Regions from separate parts of the Triticum aestivum genome. Here region 2 is linked to region 1. A link is a contact called in public Hi-C data. All regions are on one chromosome and are shown on one strand. The core of a region is the stretch at or near the end of the contact, and the rest is flanking DNA. Distances in the headings are between cores, read along the strand shown.

The links. A called contact is a pair of places that touch in the nucleus more often than the background predicts.
Region 2: a contact with region 1 is called in a Hi-C map of root, with 7 times the contacts expected there. The contact joins the promoter of LOC123062341 here to the promoter of LOC123062338 in region 1. A contact is called at or near these places in 3 of 5 Hi-C or Micro-C datasets (leaf and root).

Annotation. Positions count from the first base shown.
Region 1 is chr3A:577,503,286-577,511,050 of IWGSC CS RefSeq v2.1, forward strand. It overlaps LOC123062338 (UDP-glycosyltransferase 87A1), which reads left to right and starts at 3,593. Exons shown (of 2, transcript XM_044485803.1): 1 at 3,593-4,296; 2 at 4,503-5,647. The coding sequence starts at 3,792. The coding sequence ends at 5,398. It overlaps LOC123062339 (a long non-coding RNA gene), which reads right to left and starts at 7,230. Exons shown (of 2, transcript XR_006429625.1): 1 at 6,728-7,230; 2 at 6,354-6,600.
Region 2 is chr3A:577,992,314-578,000,078 of IWGSC CS RefSeq v2.1, forward strand. LOC123062341 (cyclin-B1-1) reads right to left here and starts at 3,811. Exons shown (of 9, transcript XM_044485806.1): 1 at 3,507-3,811; 2 at 2,874-3,057; 3 at 2,698-2,785; 4 at 2,408-2,602; 5 at 2,189-2,308; 6 at 1,816-2,064; 7 at 1,561-1,734; 8 at 1,274-1,452; 9 at 754-1,167. The coding sequence starts at 3,558. The coding sequence ends at 1,032. LOC123062340 (UDP-glycosyltransferase 87A2) reads left to right here. Exons shown (of 2, transcript XM_044485804.1): 2 at 1-411. The coding sequence ends at 213.

The sequences.
Region 1 (7,765 bases), core at 2,343-4,842:
TAAGGAAATATAAATAACAACTTTATTATTGCCTCTAGGGCATATTTACTTCAGGCATGACCCGGCATGCAGTGGTGTCGATGCTCAGACTTTGGTGGATCAGGCCAGGGCGCGTCGGGAGGCTGAGCTGGCGGCTCAGTTAGCAGCTCAACAACAATTTCCGGTTTATCCATCAGCGTCTGTGGAGGCAGGAGTGACCTCTAGAACCTTGGGAGTGCCATGTTTAGTGCTGGCTCTATGCAACGAGCGATTGCCTAAGGATTTCAAGGGCCCTCGTAAGAGTGCCTAACTACATAGCGGATCAGCCCCCAGAGGCTTGGATTGAGAGCTATGAGATGGCTATGGAGATGTTGGATGTCAGTTATGTTGCATGTGCAAAGTATTTCACCATGATGTTGGACGGGCCGGCTCGTAACTAGTTGAAAGGGTTGCCTGCTAACTCCATTGGTTCATGGGCTGAATTGAAGACCCGTTTCATTCAGAATTTCAAGGATACATGCAAGCAATCCATGTCGATTCTTAATTTAGACACTTGTGTTCAGGGCGAAGGAAAATCAATGACCCATTGGGTGTGGCGGCTCTCGATCTCCTCTCCCGCGTCTTGCTGAAGTGGCGTCATCGTCGCCATCGCTAATCTTGGCCTCCTCTCCTGCATCCTACTAAGCTGACGCTGCCATGACGTGCACACTCTATTTATTCTCCTCTATCCTCTGCCTCAGCGCCCTCCTATTCGTCCATCCACATGGACTTTTTCTGCGGCGACGACGCTAGCAACTAGTTCGTCGTGTCAACAACGAGATCACTCGCCCGCGACCCCGTGCTCGTCGTGTCAGATGCACTACCGCTGCCTATCTGCCTTCTCTCATGCGTACTACTACATTGGCACCACCGCCGATGTTGTTCCTCCCAGCCTCCTCTCTCGCGCATTGTTGTTGGAAATATGTCATAGAAGCAATACTAATTGTATCATTATATTTTCATATTCATAATTATAGAGTTTATATTCTCTGCTATAACTGCTATGATCCTGAAATATGCGATTCGTTGGAAAACTCGTATGCACGTGTGGAATGATAAATGGTAAAATAAAAGGTTCCTAGTCTTGCCTTTAGGACTAGCTCAAGTGTTGTTGGTGATCATGTTTTCCGGATCTTAGGATATCTGTAAGTGTAACGATAGTTTTAAAACAACATTGAGATTATGACGTTAGAAGAACGGTCATATTAAATCGATCCGAACTTGTTTGTTGTGGATTAAGTTAATATCATCTGTAATCAATTGTAATAACACGGAATGTTAACATGTGGTTTTGCTCCTTAGACCATGAGAGTATCGTAGTCACTTCTTACCACACGGTGGGATTTCGGGTTGCTCAAACGTCACCTGTAACACGGCGATCGTAACGACAACTTACATGTTCATCAGAAAATTTGACAAGGGACTAGATAGATCGATAGTGGGATTTGCTTCTATGACGAAGGAGAGATATTCTTAGGGCCCTGACGACATCCATCATCATCTGTCTAGACACATGTGACTTCATCACGGGGATGCCGGAACACAATAACGAGAAAGAAGAACAAAACCGGTAACGAGGATAACGGTATAGTGAGCATGTGATGACTTAGGAGGATACCGACGCATCTTGGGTTTTGTGGAGTATCAAAAGCAAAGGGAACATCACATGATAACCAAAGGTTCACTCGAATATCATTTATGTGCTCATAAGGATCAATATGGACGTCCACGGTTCTGCTGTCGGTCATTGAACGAATGGTTTCGTTCATATCTATGAGTTACCGAACCTACGAGGTCACAAGCTTAAGGAAATCATGATATTCTAAGTGTTAGTAGGATGAGCGTGATGAAAATATATTTTTGGAATTGTTTTATTAATATTTGGAATAATTTCGAGAGGATCTGGAAGCGTTTCGGGGGTCATCGGAAGGGTTTCACAGAGTATCAGGTAATACCGGGTATTATCGATAAATGCATATAGGTGGAAAATGTTTTTGGAGATGTTAAATTATATATAAAAGGGTCTGAAAATATCTAGAACACTTTTATAGGTGGAAAAGAAAAAAATATAGACTAGCCAAGTGGAGCGTGATTTGTAGGCCGAAAGACCAAAGACAACACCTGGAAAACATAAAAGGTCTCCAAAAGCGACGTCTTTAAGAAGGAAACAGTGCACAAGCGTCGTCATCGCCCGATCCAAGATCATAGGTTTTCACCCTGGAGAAAGATCGAGTTCTCAAAACAATACCTTCAACAAGGCAATTGCCAGGCACAACCACTGAAGGCAAAACCTTAGGTTTTTCACCCTGAAAGTCACGACTCGCTACCCGAGGAGTACCACCAAAATATGAAATCCTCTAGTGCCGTCGCCCCCACTTGACACTGTTGCTACTGAAAGTTATCAAACACCTAGCTGACTCCATCGCCTTCAAGGGCCCCCTCCGCCTTACTGATCCTCCGATCTCAGCCATCAAGAGTTTCTCCGCTGTTGTCTGTGGCATGGAAATCGAGATGCCGACATGTCCCATGGTGTAAACAAATAGCAGAGCTTCGCGTCACGCCCTCCTGGAGCCACATAGGCTGATATGGACACAAACGACCAGATACTATCCGATCCAGATATCCTTGGGCAAGATCTCCGGCAGTAGTTCCGGAACACGTCGACTGCCAGATCGAGGAGGACCAGTCAAGCAGAACGTTGCCGTGATGCGATAAGAGCACAAGGCCGTCACCACACCGCTGCCTCCACCAAGCTGACGCAATCGACGTCACGGCGGAGGACATTGGCCCACGCTGTCCATGGCCCGCGGCTCCAGGCGCCATATCTGACGGAAACGGCAGCGGCCGGCCCGCCCCGCACTCCAGCGCCGCTCTCGAGCAACGTCAGTACGGTGCGCAGACTAGGAGGCAAGCCACCGCCCCGACCTGCCGGAACCGAGCAACCGCCCAAAACATCGTCGCCGCTGGTGTCAACAAGGGAGACTCCGCCGTGCCCGAGGACGCCCCCACGACGCGAGCAAGGTCCCCGCCGCCGCCGTCGGTCGCAGCGGCTTCGCCTTGCAGCTTCCTCCGGCAGCGGAGGAGAGGAGGAGCGCTTTTTTTGGTGGCGGTGGCGGTAGGAATCACGATCAGTCCGTGATTTAGTTTTCATGTAAACCAGACTACAAATTTTAACAAAAACAATATTTAAAAGTTTGTGAACCAGTGGGGTACTTATGAAAATACTCTTTATTTGTAGTTTTGGATTTTCTATATAGTGAATTTTAATCTGTATCTACCTTACACAAGTTAATTATATGCAGCATAGTCACCTAAATAACTGTTCTTACATCTCCAAATTCCGATTTAGCTTAGCCAAACAGCCGGAATAGAAAAAGATGTCATGATGTCAGCAATGATGTTATCATTTGCAACACTATATACAATTCCACTCATACAGATACGGGCATGATTCTTCTGTTGGCTTTGTCCATGAGAATCATACAGCTGCATTATTATTTTAGGATTTGCAAATTCTCATCTGGATAGATAGGTTTAGAAGAGAAATGTTAAAAAATGAAAAAATCTTGTAGAACTGGCCTGTTTTTTTTTTCAAAAAGGGGGCACTATGGCCTCTGCATCAGAACGATGCAGAACTGGTCTGGTACTGAATTATTGTATGCCGCCGCCGGCATACCTAGAAATCCGAAAAAAGATGACAACGTCTCAATCATCACCGCGTTACATAAGAGTACTCCACCGATCTCTCACCGCAGTCCGCACAGAATCAAACAATGGCCACGTCCGCAACGGCGGCTCGGCACATGGTCGCTTTGCCGTACCCGGGCCGCGGCCACATCAACCCCATGCTCGCCGTGTGCCGCCTGCTCGTCGCCGCGGACGGCGCCCTCACCGTCACCGTCGTCGTCACAGAGGAGTGGCACGGGCTGCTGGCCTCCGCCGGAGTGACCCCCACGCTGCCGGACCGCGTCCGCCTCGCCACCATCCCCAACGTCATCCCCTCCGAGCACGGCCGCGGGGCCGACCACGGCGGCTTCATCGAGACCGTAAACTGCAAGATGGGGGAGCCCGTCGAGCGGCTGCTCGACCGGCTGGCGTTGGAGCTGGGGCGGATGCCAGATGCTATCGTGGCCGACACGTACCTGCAGTGGGCGGTGGCGGCCGGCGCGCGGCTCGGCGTGCCGGTGTGCTCGCTTTGGACCCAGCCGGCCACGTTCTTGTTGGCGCTCTGCCATTTGGACCTGTGGCGACCAGCGGTTGAAGGTTTCAGCGAAGAAGGTACTAGCTAATTCGACCATGCTCCAAAATTTTGTTCAGAGAGTGTAGAAGACCGTTACTAATCAGGAAAAACTGAGCAATTTACTCCACAAGATTGTCTCTGTTTCCTCATAGAATATTTTGGATTCTTTAGCCTAGGACAAGCTTCAGTTTGATTCTTCACTAAATCGTAGACAACTGATGCGTTCTACTCGTATGCTCTGCAGAACTAAGCCGCAAGTCGTTGGAGCAATATGTACCGGGCCTCTCATCAGTGAGGTTGTCTGATGTCAAGATCTTCCTCGCTTGGGAGGGGCCAATCAAAATATCAGCGGAGGTGTTCGTCAAAGTACGCAAAGCGCAGTGCGTCCTATTTACCTCCTTCCACGAGCTCGAGCCCAGTTCCATGAGCAAAATAGCAGAGTTACTTCCCTGCCCCATCTATCCAATCGGCCCTGCAATCCTGCGTGCGCCGGACAACGGGGAGAGCGCCCGTGACGAGGAGCACCGGCGCTGGCTGGACGCGCAGCCGCAGAACTCGGTGCTGTACGTCTCGTTCGGCAGCTTCGTCGCCATGCCGCCCAAGCAGTTCGAGGAGATCGCCGTGGGGCTGTGCGACAGCGCGGTCAGGTTCTTCTGGGTGGCCCAGGACAGGGCCACCGCCGGCCTGCGGGAGATGTGCGGCGACAGGGGGTTGGCGGTGCCGTGGTGCGACCAGCAGGAGGTGCTGCGCCACCCGTCCGTCGGCGGCTTCCTCAGCCACTGCGGGTGGAACTCGGTGCTCGAAGCCGTGTGCGCTGGAGTGCCCTTGATTGGCTTCCCTGTTGTGTGGGATCAGCTGGTGAATGCCCGGATGGTCGCCGACGAATGGAAGACCGGCATCAACCTGAGGCAGCAGAGGGGAAAGGATGGGATCGTGAGCAGGGCCGCGGTCTCTGATGCCGCGAGGAAGCTGATGGATTTGGACAGCGGCGCTGGCCAGGAGATGAGGAGAAGGGCTGCGCAGCTGCGCGAGGCTTCCCGTGGTGCGGTCCTCGAAGGCGGCTCGTCGCAGCGTTCTCTCAGCGGTTTCCTGGAGGATCTTGTTGAGGGGAAATTGGAGGTCGCTGAAAGTTCTGCGTGAATTCTTCGTTTAGTCCAGTCACCGCCAGAAAAATACTAGCTGCTTGTGGTTCAAAATGGTGCATCATAGCAAGGCCATATGTTATTTTTGAGCGTAGAAATTTCAATTTTAAGGCTCATAATCTCGCAAAGCATACATGTAATCTAGGCATAGACATACATGTGTGGTTGGGCACTTCTCGTGACCCAACTATTGTATCTATGAACATTACTCTTATTCAATAAAGCATGGGAGATTTCTCAAAAAAAAGCAAGGCCATATGTCCTACAGATATTTCATTTTTTTTGCTGCACTTGAGAGCATTCTGACCGATCCCTATCCGGCGTTAGAGAAAAACAAATTCGATTTTGGTCACTACTAGGCGCCGGTGCGCCGGCCCAACTTTGAGCCGGTCATACCAGCAGCGTCCGATCGAACAACTCATGGTCGTACGATTCTCTTCTTTACTTTCACCAGGCGTCTTCTTCCTTCAAAAATAACTTCCAGCGCGCTACCAAGTTTGAAAGTACCACCCCGGTGCGCTCGCCTGTAGCCGCCCTCCCCGCCGGTCGTCGTCGTCGCCGCCGGCCGCAGTCGTTGCCGCCGGCCGCCGTCATGGTGGAAGCAAAAACAAAAGCTGGATCTAGCAAAAACAGAACATGGTGGAAGCAAAATTTGAAGTTGGTTCTAGTAAAAAATTATGGTGGTAGCAAAATAATTTGTTGGATCCAAACTTCTAATGATGCATGTGCTAGCAGTTAGGGTGGATGGCTGCATCATCTCTGCGTCTCCAGCTCGCCGGGTTCGAGTGCCAAGCAGCAAAAAATCTAGAAGCAACAAAAATCTTCCAGCAAAAAACTTCACCCTGGGTCGAAATCCGGTGGTCGGTTGAAGCAAAATCAAAAAAATGCTTCTAGCAAAAACAAGCTTAGGTGCCAACAAAAACGACATGAGCATTTGAGAGCTCTGCATCCGATGAAGCAAAAAATTATCTTGGTTCCAGCAAAAAAATACACCGGTTCCAACAAAAACAAAAAATTGGTTCAGCAAAAAATGCATCAACAAAAAATGGCCATCCTCTCTTGCAGCTCCCCCAGTAACCGGTTGGAGCTCCGGCGTGCACGATTGCAGCTCCCGACATTCGAACAACGTTGGATACAACACTCCTTGCTGCTGGATGTAGCTTCCCTGGCGAGGCACCAACCTTGTAGCACATACACCAGCTGGTTGCAGCAGACAAGAGCACCCGTTCCCGCAAAAAACGAAGATGTTCATAAAAACAAAAGGGGATGATAGCAAAAAGCAAAGGGGTTGTAGCAAAAAAAAATGGTGGATCCAGCAAAAAAATACCCTGTTCCAGCAAAGCCCCTCGGTTCCAGCACAAACTCGCCGCCGTTGCCGGGGCCGGGTGCAGCTTGGCCATGGCGATCGAAGCACCCTAGTTGCGACGGCCATGGAGAGGGCGCGTGTCCAGCTGCCGGCGGAGGCGGACAAGGTGATGAGCGTCACAGCCGTGGAGAGGTAGGATCCACACGAGCACCATGGAAGGAGCTGCTCGTCGGGGGGATGGTCGTGCCATGGCTGACGAGATTGGGATTGGGAGGAGAGAGACTTGAGGGGAACGAATGGTTGTAGTGTGTTCTGGAGAGATAAGATGAAGAGATAGGCGATGGGTGGTCCCAAATTCTCACGTAGTCACGTGGAGAGAAAAACTAAAGCGAGCTACGCGGCGTGACGGGCCGAAGCTTCGGCGGGCACACCGTTTTCAAACATTTTCCTTCGATTTTTCTTCTCTAACCGGTACTTAACCAAAGGGAACTGTTTACATGCGGCGCGCCGGCCGAAACGCTTGGCCGGTCGCTCGCGAATCGTTGGATCGGGGTGACATCCACTCCCATGTAACAACGCGCACTCATGATTCGTGAAACGTGTCTCCGTCGAAGCCGCATGCGTGGGAACGCATGGCTGTGGGGGCCCACCCACCGCTCGCCAGCGCACCTTCCTTATCACCTCTTATTCTTTTCTCGTCCATCCACAAATCTACAAGACAAAGCCGCCATTTTTGCCCCCAAAGCTCATACCGTCAAGAACAACCCACCTCACACGCTAGCCATGGTCGTACATCGCCGTTCTTAGACTCCATGTAGCGCTCGCCCACCCTGTCTGTCAAGGACGGCGCCCCCTCCCCCCGAGCTCTCCCTTTTCCGATCTGGCGTGATGCTAGAACTGCGGGTGACTAGAAATGTTGGGACCGTATTCAACGTTTGCCGAAACCGGCTCGGTAATTTTCTACCACCCACGGTCACCATTTTTTTGCTACAACCCGCATCGGTGTTTGGCTACGACCTGGGCAGCACTTTGCTGGAACTGGCGTCGGCATTTGCTGCA
Region 2 (7,765 bases), core at 2,561-5,060, 490 kb after region 1:
CAGGACATTGCAAGGGCTGTTAAGAGGCTCATGGCCTGTGATGAGTCCGATACCAAGGCGATAAGGAGGCGTGCCCTTGAGTGGAAAGAGGTCTGTGGCAGAGCTGTTGAAGAGGGTGGATCTTCGTATGATAATCTCAGTTCATTGATGCAGATGGTATGCGAGTCACGATGTGCTGAACTCGATCAGCAATGTTCCAAAACTGATGCTTGAAATGCATCATCTATTCAAATGTTGTCTGAGTGTAGTTTTGATGGGAGAGCTACGGTTTCTGGCAGAGCTGTCAAAGGATCTCAATTCATTGTCCTGAACTCACTCAGCCATTTGGTTTCATTGTTCTTGTATCTTCCATTCATTGTCCTGAACTCAATGAGCCATTTGGTTTCATTATTCTAAGACTACTTGTGCAAATAAGGTTCAGAATATGAAGGTGCAAATATGTGTTAAAAATAAGCTGGTGTTAAAAATAAGGAGGAAATTCAGAAGGACAGAGAGTCGAAAAAAAGAGCAGTGTTTTTTATTGCACAGTTGTAAAGTGTTGCCTGTGAGAAGAAAAATTAATGTGCAGAAACGCCTTTTTATCAGCAATTGCAGTGCGGCTAGTTCAAATTATGAAGTGCAAATTTCAAACTATGGTTCAGATTTTGAAATTATGATGAACACTGCAACTGTGGTTCAGATTTTGAATAACAGATAGATATCTCACACACCACATTTTTAGGAGGAAATTCAGAAGGACAGAGACATCAAAGATTATTCAAATAATTGAATAGCTGTCGTAGATAGCATCCAGAAAACATATATATACACCAAGACCAAGGTGTATTTTTCTCACACAAGTCCTAATATAATAGTTTGTCAACAAGTCAGATAATATGCCTGACTTGCAACCAAACAACTGTTATTCAAACCCTTCTTGCACGCACTCTTCTAAAAGCAAGAAACGAATAACAACCAACACGGCGAAATGTCAGACAATCCTTCCATCGCACTCCCAAATCCAAACCCAAAGCAACAAACACGCGGGCAGCTCATTTGCACAGGTCGGTCGCAGGCGGGCGCAGGGCGACTCCTCCGAGCTTCTCGCTCGAGTACTTCTTGTAGACGACCTTCAGCTTGCTGTCAGGCGCGGTGGAGTGCGAGGCCACCAGGATCTTGGCAGCGTCCCTGAAACCAATCATCACACAAAAGCATTGTCTCTGTCAGTGCGTGCCCCTGAATGATATTCAGGCTACAATAGGGATTCAGTAGTGTGCACATGCTTATAGCTTACATCAGCTGCGCTTCAGTGAAGCCAGTGTGGTGCTTCAGAGTGTCGGTCCACAGAGGGGTCTTCTTGAGGGTGAGCCTGGCGGCGTAGACAGCAGCGGCGGCGACCATGGAGGGCTTGGACTGCACCAGCCCGTATTGCAGCAGCGCCAGCTCCGCGAAGAAGAAGACGGTGTTCTCCATCTGCACACACATCCAGGAGAAGAGAGACAAGAGAAACATCAGCACACAGACTCGCTGATCTGAAGAATTTGTATGCTGTGTCTGTATGTAAATGTAAAGTTCTTTTACCTCCTTGTCGTTCTTATGATCGGAGGAGCACGCGGCCTTGGCGAAACGCACCAGAAAGACGTAGGGCGTGGGCACCGTCAGGTTCCACTCCAGCCTGTTCAGGATGGCCTTCTCCATCTTCAGAATCTGCTCCCGGGTGTATGCGCTGTCGGAGATCAAGATGAAATCATTCACCTGCAAGCACAGCCAGCAATCAGAAACGTGGACTCGATGAATGAATGAACATCTGGTAAGCAGAGGGATTCTTCAGCCTACCTCTGGAGCCCAGATTTCTTCGTACTTGCAGGCGATGAGCAGGGCGGAGACGCCCACCAGCTGCAGCTCCCGCCGGAGCACGGACTGCAGCGAGAGGTACATGTCGATGATATACACCGTGAGATACAGCGACTCGGGCATCAGGTCGAACTTCTGGTGGACTTCCAGGATCCAGTCGATGAGGATGCCCCTCATCTTGGCGTTGATCTCCACCTGAGAGTCCATGTAATCACTGGCGAGGCACTCATTCTGTCAACAGAGAGAGCAGGGAAACAACACCTTCAGATTCAGAGACCAGGCAGGCAAGGCAGGAGATCACAATGCTTTTGCACACTCTAGTACTTCTACTGCCTAAGGGAGTACATGTTTTTACCTCAGCGACTTTGTAGAATTTGTAGATATCCTCGATGTAGTCGACGACGGCGAGCTGGTTGTCGCCGTCAAGCTTGTCGATGTCCTGGATCGCTGGCTCTTCGGTGATTCCGGCTGCAAACTGGCATTGCAATGGTGGATCAGAATCAGAATCAGATCAGGCTCCTTGCACAGGTCTAGGAAGCAAAGTGTTTGACTGTCGACGGATGAACGCGCGTACCTTGGAGCGCGCCGAGAGCACGTGGCTGAGGGTGGTGACCACCTTCTTCCTCGAGTACTTGCGGACGGAGCTGACGCTGCCGGCCTCCGACTTGGTCACGTCGGAGTCGGAGCTGATCTCGATCACGTGCTCCGGTGGAGGAGGGGCGGGCTTGACATGATGAGCCCTCCTCACCGCAGGCCTCGCCGCCGGGTTCTGCAGCAACCAAAGCCAGGCGACGCTCCGATCAGCACCGAGACCAGATACGATTCAAATCAGGATGAGGGAGGAGGGCATGCGCGCGCGCGTACCTTGGCCTTCTCCTGGGCGTTCTTGAGGAGCTGGGCGCCGAAGTTCCTCGTGACGGGGCGGTTCACCGGCTCATGGGGCTGCGGCTTCCTGTTTCTAAGAACGCAACGTAAGCAGGAGTTCCATAGGAAGAAGAAGAAGAGGAAATCGTACTGGAACGGATAGATTTGTTGCTTACCCTTCGGCCGCGCGGGCGTTGACGACGTTGGCGATGTCGCCCAGTGGGGCGCGCCGGTTGTTGGCCTCGAAGTTGCCGATGTCGCCCAGGGCGCGGCGGGTGTTCTTGGGATCGGGCCTGCCGGCCATGGCCGCCTTCTGCTGCTTGCCCATGGCGGGGACACCGCCACCACCACCACCTAAAGCTGCAGGGCAGAAACAAGAAGAAGTCAGATCCGTCGGGAGGAGGTGGATCAAATCAAGCCACATCAAATCGCCATCAGAGTCGAATCTTGCGTCTGAAGCTGCTCTAGCGGCAATCAATTCAGACCAAAAACGAGGATTGGAATCTTGAGCAATTAATCGCAGAGAAAGCCACGGATCGGAAGCTTGAAGCACAACCTTGCTAAGAAATCAAACAAAAACGCATCAAGAATTCACCCCAACCAGACAGGGAGTCAGGGCCGAAACGAACACCCCCAAGAAACTCATCTTCCCCCCCAAGAACCCCATCTTTTCCCCCAAGAACCCATCTTTTCCCGAGACCAGAACAAGAACCAGGAACCAGCGAAGGATCCACCCAGGGGGAACCACGCCAAAGGAAGAAGAAGAAGAAGACGAGAGAGGGAGGGCAGGATCCCGTCGGCGCACGCACCTCTGTTCTGCTGCTGAGCGGCAGCGACGTTGTTCTGCGCGCGAGCGGCCATCGCGTCCCCCTCCTCGCCCTGGCCAAAGATCCCGGACAGCACCGAGGAGAAGAAGCGCGCAACCCGCGAGCCCTCTTCCCCGCCGGCGAGCGCAGCCACGGTGGGTTACGGCGAGCTCTACGGCGACCCTTCGACTCTTCTCGCCTCGCCTAGGTATGAATCGACCTTTGCCTCGCGCTTTCGTGCCGTGGGTGGATCAATCGATGGCGTGATGGGGGGGTTCTTGGAGGGATTGGGGGTCTGGGTTCCGGAGGAGGGGAGGGGAGATATAGGACGAGGACGGGGAAGGTCCTGTCGGGGTGGGCGGCGGCGTGGGCCTCTGCGCGGAGCGGGGGGGGAGGGGGAGGAGCGGCTGGCTCCCTCCAACGGTCGGTAAGGGCTCGGATCGCAACGGTCGGGGCGCGGGATCGGACGGCCGGGATTGAACGGGGGCACTAGCCGTTGGGTGGCTGGGTTCCGAGCTGTAAAGGGGCGCGAGTTGTGTAGGACACGTAACACCAGAGCCGCGTTGGATATATGGTAAGAAATTAATGGCCACTGTTATTGGAAAGATTTTTGTGTTGTTGTAGTATGTACGACGGATTTACAAGATCTCTTTGGCGTGTGGTTTTCTTTCTTTTTATTATGGTTCATTCATTCACTGGCCATTGCGTGCTCTGGGTTGCCAAGGCCAGGCACCAGGTGGAAACATTCAATTTCAACCTCTTCTTGCGAAAACGTGAAATTCTTCGACTTTTTCTGAAAGCGAGAAAATGTCGAATTCTTTAACTCTTTCCTAAAGCCAAAATGTGAGGCTCTATACATTTTTACATATTTTTTTTATCAAGTCATGTGAATATAGCAGTTTCTATACAGGGCGGCGTTACCGAGCTTGGGATCATTTGCAATATAACCTCCGTTCGAAAATAACTTATGTGGTTTTAGCTCAGTTGGAAATTTCATGATGCTTCGACATTGCAGGAACTCTGGACAAAAAATAAACTTTGAGTAATGCTCAAATTTTCACATTTTTGAGCATTGATTTTGTGGTTTTTTTTACAGAGCTCCCTCGATGTCAAAACCTGAGCATCTTCGATGACATAAAATTTTAGGTTTTTCTTATCGTATTTGCTATGTTTTTCCTGAATTTAGTTTCATCCGACACCCGATGAGCTCGGGATCTACAATCAACTATTGAGTTTCTATATTCATATTTGTGTAGTATGGAACTACACCGACCTTATGTGTACGTACTAATATCATCCAGTTGCATAAGATTTACACACTGTAGAGTCAAGAAGCATCCATGGTTATGTTTAGCGCGAATTATATTCTTGATCAAGTATTTTGTGTCACACGGATACTTCAAAAAGCACACGTATCTAGCCAAATGTTGCTCAGATACTCCCTTGATACGACATGATACGTATCCGTTGATTTACCTTTTAAAAATAATGTTTGATATGCGTGGATACTATTGTGATAAATTTTGGATATGAGAAACCATTGCTTACATTGTAAGCATGATGTATCTAACCATGTCTTAGTTTTACTTGTTAGACTATATATATACGTAGTCTGTGTATTAATATTGTAACATTGTATTGTACCCCTTGATACCTCTATATAATGAAAGAGCCACACCCCGTTTAGGGTGTCGAGCAAGTTCCCAACATATTGGCCCTCGCCCCTATGTCACCGTTCCTCTTCTCGGCCCCTTGCTTCAGCCTACGGGGCCCTGCCGCCGACCGAGTCCCCGATCGGATCAAATCCATCGGCCGACTCCTCTGCTGAGTTCGTTGCGCCGCCGTCTCATGACATTGCTGTGCAGCCGCCTTACGGCGCCGTCGCGCAGACGCCCGGTGGCGTCGCTCCTGCCGTGTATGGTGCGCTGCAGGCGGCCCAGGGCTCCCTTCAGCCGCCGTCATCCTCCTGGCCCGTGGCGTCCTACGCGGCGCCGTATCATCACCAACCCTATGCGGCTCTCCCGTCGCATCACCACCAGCCACCGTCGGCGCCAATCTACTCCGCGCCGCCACCGCAGCAGCACTTCCTGGCGCAGCCGCCGCACCAACCCTACTCCGCGCAGTCCGGGTTCGTGGCTGCACCGCCGCAGCCATCCTACGGGGCCGCGGTGAACTACGGAGCCGACACCCTCGTTCCCGGTGCTCCTGGCGTCTACTCGGCGGGTGCTCCTCATCTCGAGACAGCCCCATCGACGGGTCCCTACGCGCCATCGATGCATGCTCACGCCGCTCAGGTCATGGCGCCATCACCGTTTTACTTCTCGCATCTGCTGCCGGTGAAGCTCACACCGGACAACTACCTGTCCTGGCATGCCCAGGTGTTGCCTCTTCTGCGCAGTCGCTATCTGGAGGGCTATGTTGACGGATCCATCCCGTGTCCGCTCACTCATCACCCGGTGTATCATACATGGGTGGCCCAGGATCAGGCCATTCTCTCTGCCATCCAGTCCTCGCTCACTCCGAGCGTCTCGTCGCTGGTCATCTTCGCTACTACATCCCGGGAGGCGTGGGCGGCGCTTCACATCAGCTTCGCCTCGCAGTCTCAGGCGCGTGCTCACTCTATACACACCGAGCTTGGTGAGACCAAGCTTGGTGACCTCAGCATCACGGACTACTTCAACAAGATGCGGAGTCTCGCCGACACATTGGCCTCGGTTGGCCAGTCTCTACAGGATGAGGATTTCACCACTTTCGTTCTTAACGGGCTCGACGATGATTATGACAATCTCGTTGAGAACGTTCATGGCTGTGACGATCCACTTCCACCTCGTGAGCTGTATGCCCGCCTCCTTGGTCGTGAACAGCGCATCAAGGCCCGTCGTGTCTCATCGGGTTTCGCCTCCGCCAATGCCGCCACTCGCGGCAAACCTCAGCGGCTTTCATCTTCAGGGGGCAAGCAGGCACCATCTTCGCATTCGGCCCCGCGTGGCAATGCGCCATCCATCACGGGTGGCAACCGGCCGGTTGCTTGCTGCTCCTCCTGCGGTGCCCTGCAGGCTTGCCAATTGTGTGGTCTGGAGCGCCACATTGCATCTCGCTGTCATCGTCGCTACAAGCAAGATTTTTTGGGCCTTGGCAACAATGGCAAATGAAACGACAAGCAGGCTGCCGCCGCCGTGACTACTCATGATCATGGTCGCACTCCGTCCTACTCCGTTGATCCATCATGGTATATGGACACCGGCGCTACTAACCACCTCACCGGCGAGATGGGCAAGCTCTCTACTCAGGAGCCATACCGTGGTCATGATCAGGTGCACACCACCAGCGGAGCAGGTATGCGCATCTCTCATGTTGGTCAGGCTTCTCTCCTTGCACACAATTTTCGCAAACTACATCTCTTCCAATGTCCTTCGTGTTCCCACTGCTACGCATAGTTTGTTGTCTATTCCTCAACTTACACGTGATAATAATGTCCTTGCTGAGTTTCACCCTTTTTGTTTCTTTATCAAGGATCGGGACACGAGGGCCGTTCTGCTTAGCGGTCATCTTCGCCATGGCTTGTACGCACTTGATGTACCTAGCACACCATCCATGCAGTCTTCTCCTCAGGCGTTCAGTGGTGTTCGTGTGTCTCCTACGCACTGGTATGCGCGCCTTGGTCATCCTGCGGCCCCTATAGTTCGTCATGTGTTGCATCGTCATGAACTACCACTTGTGTCCAATAAATCTGCTGACACCGTTTGTGATGCCTGTCAGCAGGGCAAGAGTCACTAACTTCCGTTTTCAGAGTCTAGTCGTGTTGTGAAACATCCTCTTGAGCTTGTGTTTTCTGATGTATGGGGTCATGCCCAGACGTCAGTTAGTGGTCACAATTATTATGTCAGTTTTATTGATGCTTATAGTCGGTTTACTTGGTTGTATCTTATTAAGCGCAAGTCTGATGTGTTCGATGTTTTTATCCAGTTTCAAGCACATGTTGAGCGTCTCCTTAAGCAGAAAATCATCCATGTTCAATCTGACTGGGGGGTGAATACCACAACCTCAACTCTTTTTTAACAAACTTGGGATTTCACATCGTGTGTCTTGTCCTCATACTCATCAGCAAAATGGAACTGCCGAACGTAAGCATCGTCATCTTGTTGAAACTGGCCTAACCTTGCTCGCTCATACATCCATTCCGTTTCGGTTTTGGAGTGATGCTTTTTCCACAACTTGTTTTCTCATAAATAGGCTTCCCTCACGACTCCTGAAAATGCAAA